Regions from separate parts of the Macaca mulatta genome. Here region 1 is linked to region 2. A link is a contact called in public Hi-C data. All regions are on one chromosome and are shown on one strand. Each heading gives the region's core, a stretch centred on a gene start, on an enhancer-like site or on the middle of the called end of the contact. The rest is flanking DNA. Distances are from core to core; before and after follow the strand shown. Region 1 holds the start of STX3 (syntaxin 3). Region 2 holds the start of MRPL16 (mitochondrial ribosomal protein L16).

Region 1 (5,582 bases), core at 1,098-3,597, 56 kb before region 2:
TATTTTTATTAAAAAATTTTTTTCAAGACAGAATTTTGCTCTGTTGTCCAGGCTGGAGCGCAGTGGTGTGATCTCAGTTCACCACAACCTTTGCTTCCCAGGTTCCAGAGATTCTTCTGTGTCAGCCTCCCGAGTAGCTGGGATTTATAGGCGCGAGCTATCACACCCGGCTAATTTTTTGTATTTTTAGTAGAGATGAGGTTTTGCGATGTTGGCCAGGCTGGTCTCGAACTCCTAACTTCAAGTGATCGGCCTGCCTCAGCCTCCCACAGTGCTGGGATTACAGGCGTGAGCCACCGCACCCGGCCAGTTGTGCATTTATTAACATGTTCGTTTCAGCATTCCTGATTGCCTATATATGTGTGTACTGTTTGTGTTTTCCTCTGGACAGGGCTAGCCCTTTACTGGTCTCCTCCTTTAATTCATTAAAGTCTTTGATGTGTGTACATTTTGTGTTTGCAGGGGAGTCATGATTTTACTCTTTTCAAAACAAGTATCCTGTAACAGGAAACCTCTGAGCAGAGGCTGACAGGCCACCCTTGATTCCTGCTGTAGAAAGAAAAATTTCTTACTCCAACCCCAATGGTCCTTTTCAGATTCCTAACGTGAAGGGTTGTTCATATCTCAGCTTCTCTCAGAAGACTCTATTTTCCTGAAGCGCGGGGACCTACCTATCCCCACTAACAAAAATGTGTTAAGGGGCAGGGTGCAGTGGCGCACGCCTGTAATCCCAGCACTTCGAGAGGCCGAGGCGGGCGGATCGCTTGAGTACAGGAGTTCCAGACCAGCCTGGGCAACGTGGCGAAACCCCATCTCTACAAAAAAAAACACAAAAATTAGCCAGTTGTAGTGGCGCACGCCTGTAATTCCAGCTACTTGGGAGGCTGAAATGGGAGGATGGCTTGGGCCCAGGGCATCGAGACTTCAGAGAGCCGTGATCGCGCCACTGCACTCAACTTGGGCAACGGAACGAGACTCTGTCTAAAAAACAAACAACCCCTCAAATTCCCCAAAAATGTGTTAGGGGAAGGAGGTGGGACAGTATTTCTGATCTACTCGCCTTTCCTAGTATGACCACCAGGGGGCGCGGAAGCCCTCCGGTACTAAGGCGGGGCCACCCTGCCCAGCGAGCACAGCCGGCAGAAGGAAGTGTGCGGGACGCGAGAAAGGACTAGGGCTGAGACCCGCGGGGCCGGCTCAAAGCTCGACCTCTGCCATACGCACCTATCTTTATGGGAGCCGATGAGGTCAGCAGGGAGCACGCATTTAGATGGCATAAGAGGGCAAAGTACTGCTAGAATTACAAAGCTATTTACAGTCTTTTAACCTGAAAGCACAGAGCAGATTCTATTCTTCAAAATTAAATCTTGGGCTCGCCAGTCCCGTTTGTGGAGCTCCACTCTGATAAATGTGTCATTTGTTCCCAAGAAGACAGATTGGGTAGGGAGAAGGAGAGGCGGGGAGAAGACGAGATAAAGGGACGATCTGCTTTTCGGAAGCAGAAACCGCCTGGGAACTACCTGCACACCGCGCAGGCAGCGCGAGGAGGGGGAACGCTCCAGTGCAAAGCTCTGTATTTTAAAGCCCCTCCTCGCTCACAGGCTTCACAGCAAACTACGAAGTGGGTATCATCTCTGATTTACAGACATGGGAAAGGGGTCCTCTTGAGAAACGATGCTTTCCCAAACATATGCAACTTGTGAGTGCCAAGTGTCTTCACGTTTCTCGGTGCGGTCCCGATTTCCAACAAGCAAAAGATCAAAATTCTCGGACCACCCTGACCGTCCTGTATCTCCAGATCTCCAGGTCTTTCCTCTGGACACCTCCCCCATACCCCCACTTTCAGTGCCAGCAGCCCTGAGGCTGCGCGGGATCCCGCTACTCGGAATGCCTTCCCCCTGGCAGGATATTTTTAGAACACTCGACTGTCACCCAATGTAGCCCACATCATATTGGCTTATTTGTTTTCGGGAGCTTGTCCCCGCCTAGCAACGAGTCGGCTAAGAACTGGATCCTAGCTAGGAGCCCGGCACAGACAGCGAATGACCGCAGCCGGACAGTCGCTCTTGCTCTCCCTCGGCCCTGCGGCAGGATCCGCCGGTGCAGGGGCCTCTCCCCGGACTCCACGCGTGTCTGGAGGGCTCTCTGGTTAGGGAAGGGGTGTTTGCAGACGCTCCGGGCGGCCGGGCTGTGGCGGGACACGGGCCCTTTAAGAAGGAGCGCTGGGCGCGGCCAGGTAGGGGCGGGTCCCGGGCGGATCACCGCTGCGCCGGCGCGGGCTCGGGAGCCGGATTTGGAGCGCGCGGCGCCGGTGGGGGCGGAGGGGGCGGCGCGGCGGAGCCTCCCGTGGCCTCGGACGCTCCTCCTAGCTAGCGGCCACCGCCCGCCGCCGCCTGCGCCTCCAGCTTCTTCGCCCCGGCGGGCCCGGCCGCCGCTTCCGGCAGCTCACCTGGGACGCGCTCACCTGGGACGCGCTACCTGCCTCCGGGCGCCTGGGCTCCAGGATGAAGGACCGGCTGGAGCAGCTGAAGGCCGTGAGTTTCGCTGCAGGCGGGGGCTGCCAGGAGGGGTGCTGCGTAGGAGAGGGGCTTCCCTTTGCTCCCCAAGTCGAGGCTGGAGGGGGCCAGAGCCCGAGGTTTGCCCTCCCCAATCCCCCACCGCTTCCAGCGCCGGTTCCGCACCCTCCCCTACCCTCCCCTGCGGGGTCATGTGCCGGGTGATTCATCGTTAGGCAATGATTTTCCTGAACGCCTCTAACCCTCCCACCCCGCAAGCTGGACAGTGTCTGTCCAGAGCTGGTTCCCGAAGAGGGTGCTTGGGGCCTGGCAGGGCTCACCATGAGGTCAGGGGTCCCATCATCACCTGCCCACTGCTGCCTGGCACTGTGCCCAGGACCAGCCTCCTCCCTTTCCTGTTTGCCTCCTGAGGGGCTCCAGGCCTGGCTGCCCCTTCCTCAAGAGAGCAGCTCAGAGCTCCCTGGTGACCTCTGGAGCTGTGAGCCGGTCACATGCTGGGATGCGTCAGCTGCTCTCCAACCGGTGGTCTGTAATTGTTATCTCCACGTGTCATTATTCCCCCTCCGCCGCCGCATCTTTTGGAACAGCTGTGGTTAGGTCCAAGGATCTGAAGATAGACTGCCTCCAGCCTTGGCTGTGCAAAAGCTGTAAAGCCTTAGGCTACTTACTCTAAGTCTCTGTTTCCTTGTCTGTCAAATGGGAGTGATCATACCCAAGGAATTTGTTGGGAGGATCTGATGATGCAATGGAACTTGATACAGAGAAGGGTTAACGCATGGGTTTTTAAGCCAGATACTCATTGACTCATTCAGTACATAATTATTGAGTGTATTCTATGGGGGAGGTCCAGTGCTAAGCCTTGAAGATTCAGTGGCACAGGTTCTACCTTAATAGAATTAAAATCTCGCCCTTGATACTCAGGAGTTTATTTAGTCCATGTACTTTGGAGCGTGTTACAAGTATAGCAGCTTAGGCCTCAGTCTAGCCCCGCAGAATCAGAATCTAATTATTCATCCATTTCCCCAGGTGATTCACGGGCACATTACAGTTTGGGAAGCACTGGACTGGATTAGAACTGGGGTTACCTCCTGGCTCCACTGCTTACTGGCAATCCCTTAAACTCCCAGCCTAAGTTTTGTCGTTTGTAAAATGGGTAGTTGTGAGGTGGAAAAGCAGCAGAACATGCATAAGAACACTTTTATGGTGCATGGCACGGGGGACTTAATAAATGGTGAAATATGCTAATAACTGTGACTGCTCTATGGAAAATGCAGATGTCAGGGACTGTTGGGATGATGTTACAAGAGTTTATCCTTTTCCTCCCTTGCTTGGATGAGACCTTCACGTCTGTTTCACCTGTTCTGGGTAGCAGCGCTGCAGGGGAGGCAGGGAGCTGGGGAAGTGAGAGAAGCGAAGGGACAGTTGCCTATTGTGGGAGTGGCCTCCCTGCCTCAGTCTTGTGCTTAGTCATCTGAGCCTCACAGCGTCCAGGTTACGGATGGGGCAGAGTTTATTGCCCCTGTTTTATAGATGGGGAAACTGGTACTCACGGGGTAGGAGGGATGCCCCAGGACACAGAACCAGGCAGGGCACCACCAGGAGAGGGACCCAGGCTCCTGACACTCTCCACGGTGCTCCTTCCCTTGAAGCACGCTGGTTGGGGAGGCAGAAGGAAAAGAAGAGTACGATTTTGAAGATCTCTCTGTGTCGGCACATTCGGCAACCATAAAAAAGTACAAAACTGAACAGCAGACTCTTCCATTTGTTAGGAAATCCATTTCCAGAGGAAGATACTCCATGGCCCCTTGCAGTAGCTCATTGTCAACGATTAGCAAACAGTCTTAACTGAACTTTCAGTTCCAAGAATAAATTTAATTTGCCTGGGAACCCTGAGCCAGTCTCTTTGCCTCTCCTGGGTGCCTCATGGTTACCCTCTGTAAAATGGAATTAATGATAGGTTTCCTCCCCTTCCCTCTTGGGGATGTGGTGAAAGCGAGACTGGAGATGATGGTGTTATTATGGGAGGATTGTTCTGAAATCACAGGGTGGCTTCTGTAGCGTATTGGAGCAGATGCATGGCAGCGCGGGACAAAGGGACACAGGTGGCAGGTTCCAAGACTCTGATCACTGTCTTTCTTTGGGTCGCTTAACTTCTCTGCTTCTCAATTCCTCCTTCGTACAACGAGGAATTTAATTGATCTCAGAAGTCCCTTCTGGTGTTATTATAGGTTTTTCTGTGAAGACTGTTAAGGTTTATGTGGATTTTGATGTCAGTTCCCCTCCTCTTATCCCCTCTCCCCAGCCAGACTCCCAGGGATCAGCCTCACTGAAACAAGATATGCATCTTCTCCCTCTGATTTCCGTTATCAATTAGAAGCATTTGTCAACCTTCATGAAACAGATTGCACATTGAGCAGCCTATGCAATCTCTTTCTGTGGTGTTCTTTCTAAATCCTGGGGAGGGGAGGTGGTAACTGCCTCCCGGTAGCTGGAGGGCTTTCGTGCCCGAGATTGGCTTTGCTCTGGGTAGATACAAGGAGAACATATGGGGTTGATGGGTAGAAATGAGGACTCTGTAAGAAAGTATTTTTAGTAGACAGAGCCGCCCAAGGATGGAGTAGATGGTGCACCCTCTAGCATGGGAAGGAGGCAAGAAGCTTGTTGGGAGGTTGAATGTTGTAGGAATTTGAGCATCTCTTGGAGGGGAGATGAACTAGGAGATATAAGGCCTTCACCAACCTTAAGAATATGTGGTTTTCTAAAATGCTTAATTGTCTGTGAGCCTGTCCTAAGGCTTTGAAGTCTACAGGGACTGAGGCCTCAGAGTTGCCCCTGTAAAGTGGATCATCACCCTTTTCCCATAGGATCATTGTGAGGGTAAAATGAGATAATCCATGACAATCACCCACCACTGTTATTGTGAGTTCTTCTGTCTTGGCCTGCTGGTAGCAGCGTCCACACAGAAGGGCATCCCTTCCTGAGGCCATGATCACAAGACCTGACTCACCTGGTCTCTTGCACTGCTCTTCCTGGCGGGCCCCCTCAACAGCCTGCTTCTTCAGTGAC
Region 2 (5,427 bases), core at 2,079-4,578:
CTTCAGTGGAAGGTCCCCGTATGTCACTCAAATTTTTAGGCTCTCTTCTTACTTTTGGCACAAGTGGTGCCCTTTCAATAAATCTAAGCTTGGGTTTTTCAGGAATGGAAACATCTAAAAGGAGCACAGACAACCAGGATAAAGTAAAACTACACATCTCAAAAGATCTATTTTCTTCCTAGAAAGATTTGTAACAGGAGAAAGTCTTAATTTCTTTCTTCTTCGTTTTTTGGTAGAGACACGGTCTCACTATGTTGCCTAGGTTGGTTTCAAACTCCTGGCCTCAAGTGATTTTCCTGCCTTTACCTCCCAAAGTGTTGGGATTACAAGTGTGAGCCACCGTATCCAGCCTGCAAGTCTTTTTTATTTTTATTTTATTTTTTATTTTTTTATTTTTTATTTTTTGAGACGGAGTCTTGCTCTGTGCCCCAGGCTGGAGTGCAGTGGCGCGATCTCGGCTCACTGCAAGCTCCGCCCCCCCGGGTTCATGCCATTCTCCTGCCTCAGCCTCCCGAGTAGCTGGGACTACAGGCGCCGCCACCTCGCCCAGCTAATTTTCTTGTATTTTTGGTAGAGACGGGGGTTTCACCGTGTTAGCCAGGATGGTCTCGATCTCCTGACCTCGTGATCCACCCGTCTCGGCCTCCCAAAGTGCTGGGATTACAGGCTTGAGCCACCACGCCCGGCCAAGTCTTAAAAGTTACCACTGAACAGTAATTCTAAAGGTATATTTTTGCAGATGCTTTTAGTGACAGTGGAATCTTCTGGCTATGACAGTGGCTAATGCAAATGTTTCTAAAACTTTAAAGATAGCAAAGTTTTGTCCTCTGAATCCAAATGCATTTATTAATCACCAACTCTGTGCTTAACACTGTAACAGGGATTTTTTGGAAATCACTAGTTCGCTTAATCTTTAAGACAACTGTATAGCCTTGATATTCTTTTAGGGCTCCCTTTAAAAAAATTTTTAACTTGTCAAAGTTTAACACAGATATATCAAAGGGCCAAACTGAAAATATACAGCTCAGTGAATTACCAGAAAGTGAACACATGAACACATATCACTATTACCCAGATCAAAAAACGGGACGTTAGGCAGGTAGTATTTTTAATCTCCATTTTATAGAAGAGGAACCCAAGGGCTAGAAATATCTTAAAATTTGGTCTATGCCATCCAGTTCAACAGCAAAGCTACACAGCATGTCACAAAAATATATACACATATTTCTCTGCCTCTCTGGATGTTAATGGGGGTAGTGGAAGAATATTGTACATAAAAATATCTAAGTTCTCTAGCTCTGCCACATTCTTGTTGAGAAACTTACAACCTAGGAATCCTTTAATCAATGCTCTTTCTCTCATATATGCAGGGACTTTTCATGCTGAGACCAGCACAGGTCAGTGTGCCAGGTTTGGGTGGGCGGACAAAACTTCAGGCCAGACATGTGACATCTTTATCATCCTTGACAATTTGGGGAAAAAAATTAACATATAAATTATTTTTAAAAATTTATAAAGTGAACCAAGTATGGCTTTACAATGGAGACAAATACAAAACAGAAGAGTTTGAGGAAATATCAAATTATTACTATCAGAGTTTCAGAAGCTGCCCCTCAGCTTCTATATGCAGCTACAGAGAAACTTAGTAATGCTTTCTTTCACCTACAAGTCAAATGTACTTTCCAAACATATAGTGGTTTAACAGTTCTGTACAGAAGACCCTCAGATGTACAGACCCTATTCATTTTTTTGAGGGTTCCAGTATATTTCTTTTTTAAAAAGTAAACTAGTTTTACAATATTGTGGCTTATCTTAACAGAGCTTTTTCACACATCGTTAGCTGACTGCATATATGGAACCTTATTTGGAGAGAACATCAAAAGTCCAGTTTTTTTTTTTCTTTTGAGACAAAGCCTCACTCTGTTGCCCAGACTGGAGTGCACTGGCCTCCTGAGAAGCTGGGATTGCAGGTGTGCACTACCCCCTAATTTTTGGTATTTTTAGTAGAGACAGGGTTTCTCCGGGTTGGCAGGCTGGTCTCCAACTCCTGGCCTGGAGTGATCCACCCGCCTCTGCCTCCTAAAGTGCTGGGATTACAGGCGTGAACCACCGTGCCTCGCCAAAAATCCAGATTTCAGGCCAACTGACTACTGGCTGAGTGGACCACGGGCCACACACCAGTGGCAGGCGTTAGGGGAGCTATATCATTAGACGCTGCTCCCTAAGAGGAGGGAACTTTTTTGGTTTCCTTTGTTCTTTATTTCTAGCGCTCAGAATATTGGTTGGCAAGACAGTACACTCTAAAAACATTTACTGAAAGAGTGAACGGGGACGGGAAACACAAGAACACTCCTATGTCATCTCCCACCCTCTCCTGGTTTCCATCAGAGAAAAGATTTACAAACAGCAGAAAGGCAAGCTCTCACCTTCAAAACTTGGTACTGGGAGCAGTGTCTTTAGACCAGCACTGGCGGGGAGGGGTGCCCAAGAATCTACAAAGACAAACCAAGTTAAACGACGAAGGTAACAAGGCCAGGACCCCGATACAACCTGGGCCAAAGGTACTACTTCTTATTCTTATTTATTTTTTTGAGACGGAGTCTTGCTCTGTCGCCCAGGCCCCAGTGCAGTGGCGCGATCTCGGCTCACTGCAACCTCCGCCTCCCGCGTTCAAGAGATTCTCCTGCCTCAGACTCCGGAGTAGCTGGGATTACAGGCGCCCGCCACCACGCCCAGCTATTTTTTTTTGTATTTTTAGTAGAGACGGGTTTCACCATGTTGGCCTGGCTGGTTTCAAACTCCTGACCGCAAGTGATCCGCCCACCTCAGCCTCCCAAAGTGCTGGGATTAAAGGCGTGAGCCACCAAGCCGGCCCAAAAGTACTTCCGCCGGAAGAGTCTTGAGGTTGGGATGTGAGTTCCACTAAATGTGCTCAGAGGCTCAGGCTCCGCAGAAGGCCAGCCGGGGTCTCTGGGGGCCGACTCCCAGACGCAATTGTGACCCTCTTGCACGAACCCCTACGGTGGAGATCAGCGGTGGGATAGCGTAGTCCCTAACCAGTGCTTCACCGAGCATATGCAGAGCCGCCTTTTGGGTTAGAGAGGAAAAGCACTAGAGGGTGGGGGAGGAAGAGGGGTAAAGTCTTTAGGAACCAAAAGGGACTTCTGACCTGACAAGCGCACCCGCAAGAGCGGCGCACTAGCGCGAGCCAGTAGCCTCCACATGGTCACGGACGTCCGGCGGCGCGGAGGTCCCCACAGCGACTACAGCGCCCTCCTCTACCCTGGTAGGCAGCGGCGCTCTAGTAGCTAGCTGGAATCAGCTCAGGACACCGCTCAGTGTGGCCGGAAGTTGTGTTCACTCCGGTCCACTTCGCGGAGTCCCGACGGAAGCGGAAGAAACTCGAGCGACTGAGGTTGAGTTCCGTCGGAGGTTGAGTTCCGCCGGTCAAAGGCGCTGTCCGCCCAGCCACGCCCAGGGGCCTCGTTGGCCCTCTAGGGTTCTCCTTCCAATCCCCAGTTTTTCCCCAGAAGAGGGCGGCGGAGCGGGGAGTTTTTTGTTTTATTTATTTTTTCTGCGGAGTACAACTGTCAATGCCTGCCGGTTCCTTAGCAAGGTAGTCCCTTATGATTCACAGCCTTTGAGACCTTTTTCTAGGGGACCCCTCGAAGACATTAGGAGAATACCAGATTTGGCAATGGTTTAACATTTATAGGGCAATTGCAGTGTGTCATTGAGTACCTCATTCGTTAGTCGTGCCAACGAATCTGTGAGATAAGTCATTATACTGATTTTGCAGATTCCATCCTGAGGCTGAAATAATTTAACTTGTTCTGGGTCATACAACAGGAAAACAGTACCATCAGAATTTGAGCACAGTCTGGGATTCCAGAGAGCTCAGTGAATGAACAATACTGTTGATGAAAAGAGTGAAACACTGTAAGATATCGGAAGAGATTTATTCTGAGCCAAATATGAGCAACCATGGCCTGAGAACATGTGCCCAAGGTGGTAGAGGTGTAGCTTGGCTTTATACATTTTAGAGGGGCATGAGACATCAATCAAATGCATTTAAGAAATACATTGGTTTGGATCAGAAAGGTGGGACAAGTCAAGGTGGGCTTCTAGGCTTCTAGTTGACCATTCAACAAACATCTCTTGAGCATCTACCATAGTGCCATGAGCAAAATTAATGTGTCTACACTTATTCCAGAGGTTTCAAGGTAAAATAAATTCAGTCTCAACTGGAAGAGTTACTGAAGTTTTACAAGAAAGCTATTTCAGCTGTTCTCATCTATTAAATCGACAGGTGCAAAGAATGCATCAACTCCTTAATTGTTTGACCAAGAAGAAAGAACAATGCCATTAGTCTTGTTTTCTGTCTCAGTATTCACTGGTTATATTAAAGTATTTCTATGAATGTGTTCATCATAGTGAATAATTATTGTTGCTCAGTTAAATTATTTACAAATCTGTTGTTATAGGCCATGCTGCAGTAAACATCCTTGTACATTTTTGTTATTTTGTATTTCTTTTGGGCACTTTCAAAAGGAGAAATTTATGGATCAAAGGGAATGTTCATTTTAAATCTTTTGACTTTATATAGTTGTGCAAAATTGGCCTCCATGAACAGTTTATCAGAGTGCTTTCTTGATCAACATCCTTGCTAAAGAAGGATATTATAATTTTTCTAGAGCTTTGTCAATATGAAAGGTGAAAAACACCACTCAATGTTACATTTATAACAGGATGTTAAAATGCGATTGTTTCTGCCTCAGTTTTGCTTGGGACCACAAGGTAATCTCCACATTTCAAAGTGAGGTGCTGGGCCTCTTAGGCAGAGTTTATGCAGCAGGTGGTAGGAACTGGCTTTGCTATTTTTAGCTGCCCATTCTCTGCCAGCCTGTAAAAAACACTAGAAAAGCCAAGACAGGAAGTGGAGACTGGAGATTATAATAAAGATTTCGTTAATAGAGTTGTTGGTGTACTGTGACTTTCATGCCTTCCTCTATTCAATGGCAAGGGTTGAGGGGTGCTCTGTCAAGCCCAGTGAAAGACATTTCTAGATCATTCAGAGAGTTTAATATAATTCTTCTGCAGTTTGAGGGACACTGGGCATTGGGGTTTGACACCGGCTTGAGAAAATGGTATGTTTGGAGGCTGGTAGAAGCTGCCTGTGGCATCAAAAGTAGAGAGTTGCAGTTGGGAAGTAGCCACATTTCCATTGATGGTGGGGCAAAGGTGTGCATGTCCTGTTGACTAGGTGTGGACTCCATGACTAGGTGTGGACTCCAGTGTAGAGTGCCAAGGTAGGGTTTCTTACATCCTGTCCAACAGAACTGCATCAAAGACAGGGAGAAAGAAGGTGGAGTAGGTGTGAGGATGGATGTCCTGGGCCTGAGGGAAGAATCATGTGCAACCAGCCAA

What was found. Hi-C and Micro-C count contacts between places; a contact is called where the count stands out from the background.
Region 1: a Hi-C map of liver shows a contact between it and region 2, with 2.5 times the contacts expected there. The contact joins the promoter of STX3 here to the promoter of MRPL16 in region 2. A contact is called at or near these places in 8 of 14 Hi-C or Micro-C datasets (CD4 T cells, blood, cortical neurons and 4 more).

Annotation. Positions count from the first base shown.
Region 1 is chr14:14,127,756-14,133,337 of T2T-MMU8v2.0, reverse strand. STX3 (syntaxin 3) reads left to right here and starts at 2,347. Exons shown (of 12, transcript XM_077962784.1): 1 at 2,347-2,534. The coding sequence starts at 2,505.
Region 2 is chr14:14,072,431-14,077,857 of T2T-MMU8v2.0, reverse strand. MRPL16 (mitochondrial ribosomal protein L16) reads right to left here and starts at 3,328. Exons shown (of 4, transcript NM_001266431.1): 1 at 3,170-3,328; 2 at 2,427-2,492; 3 at 1-114. The coding sequence starts at 3,224.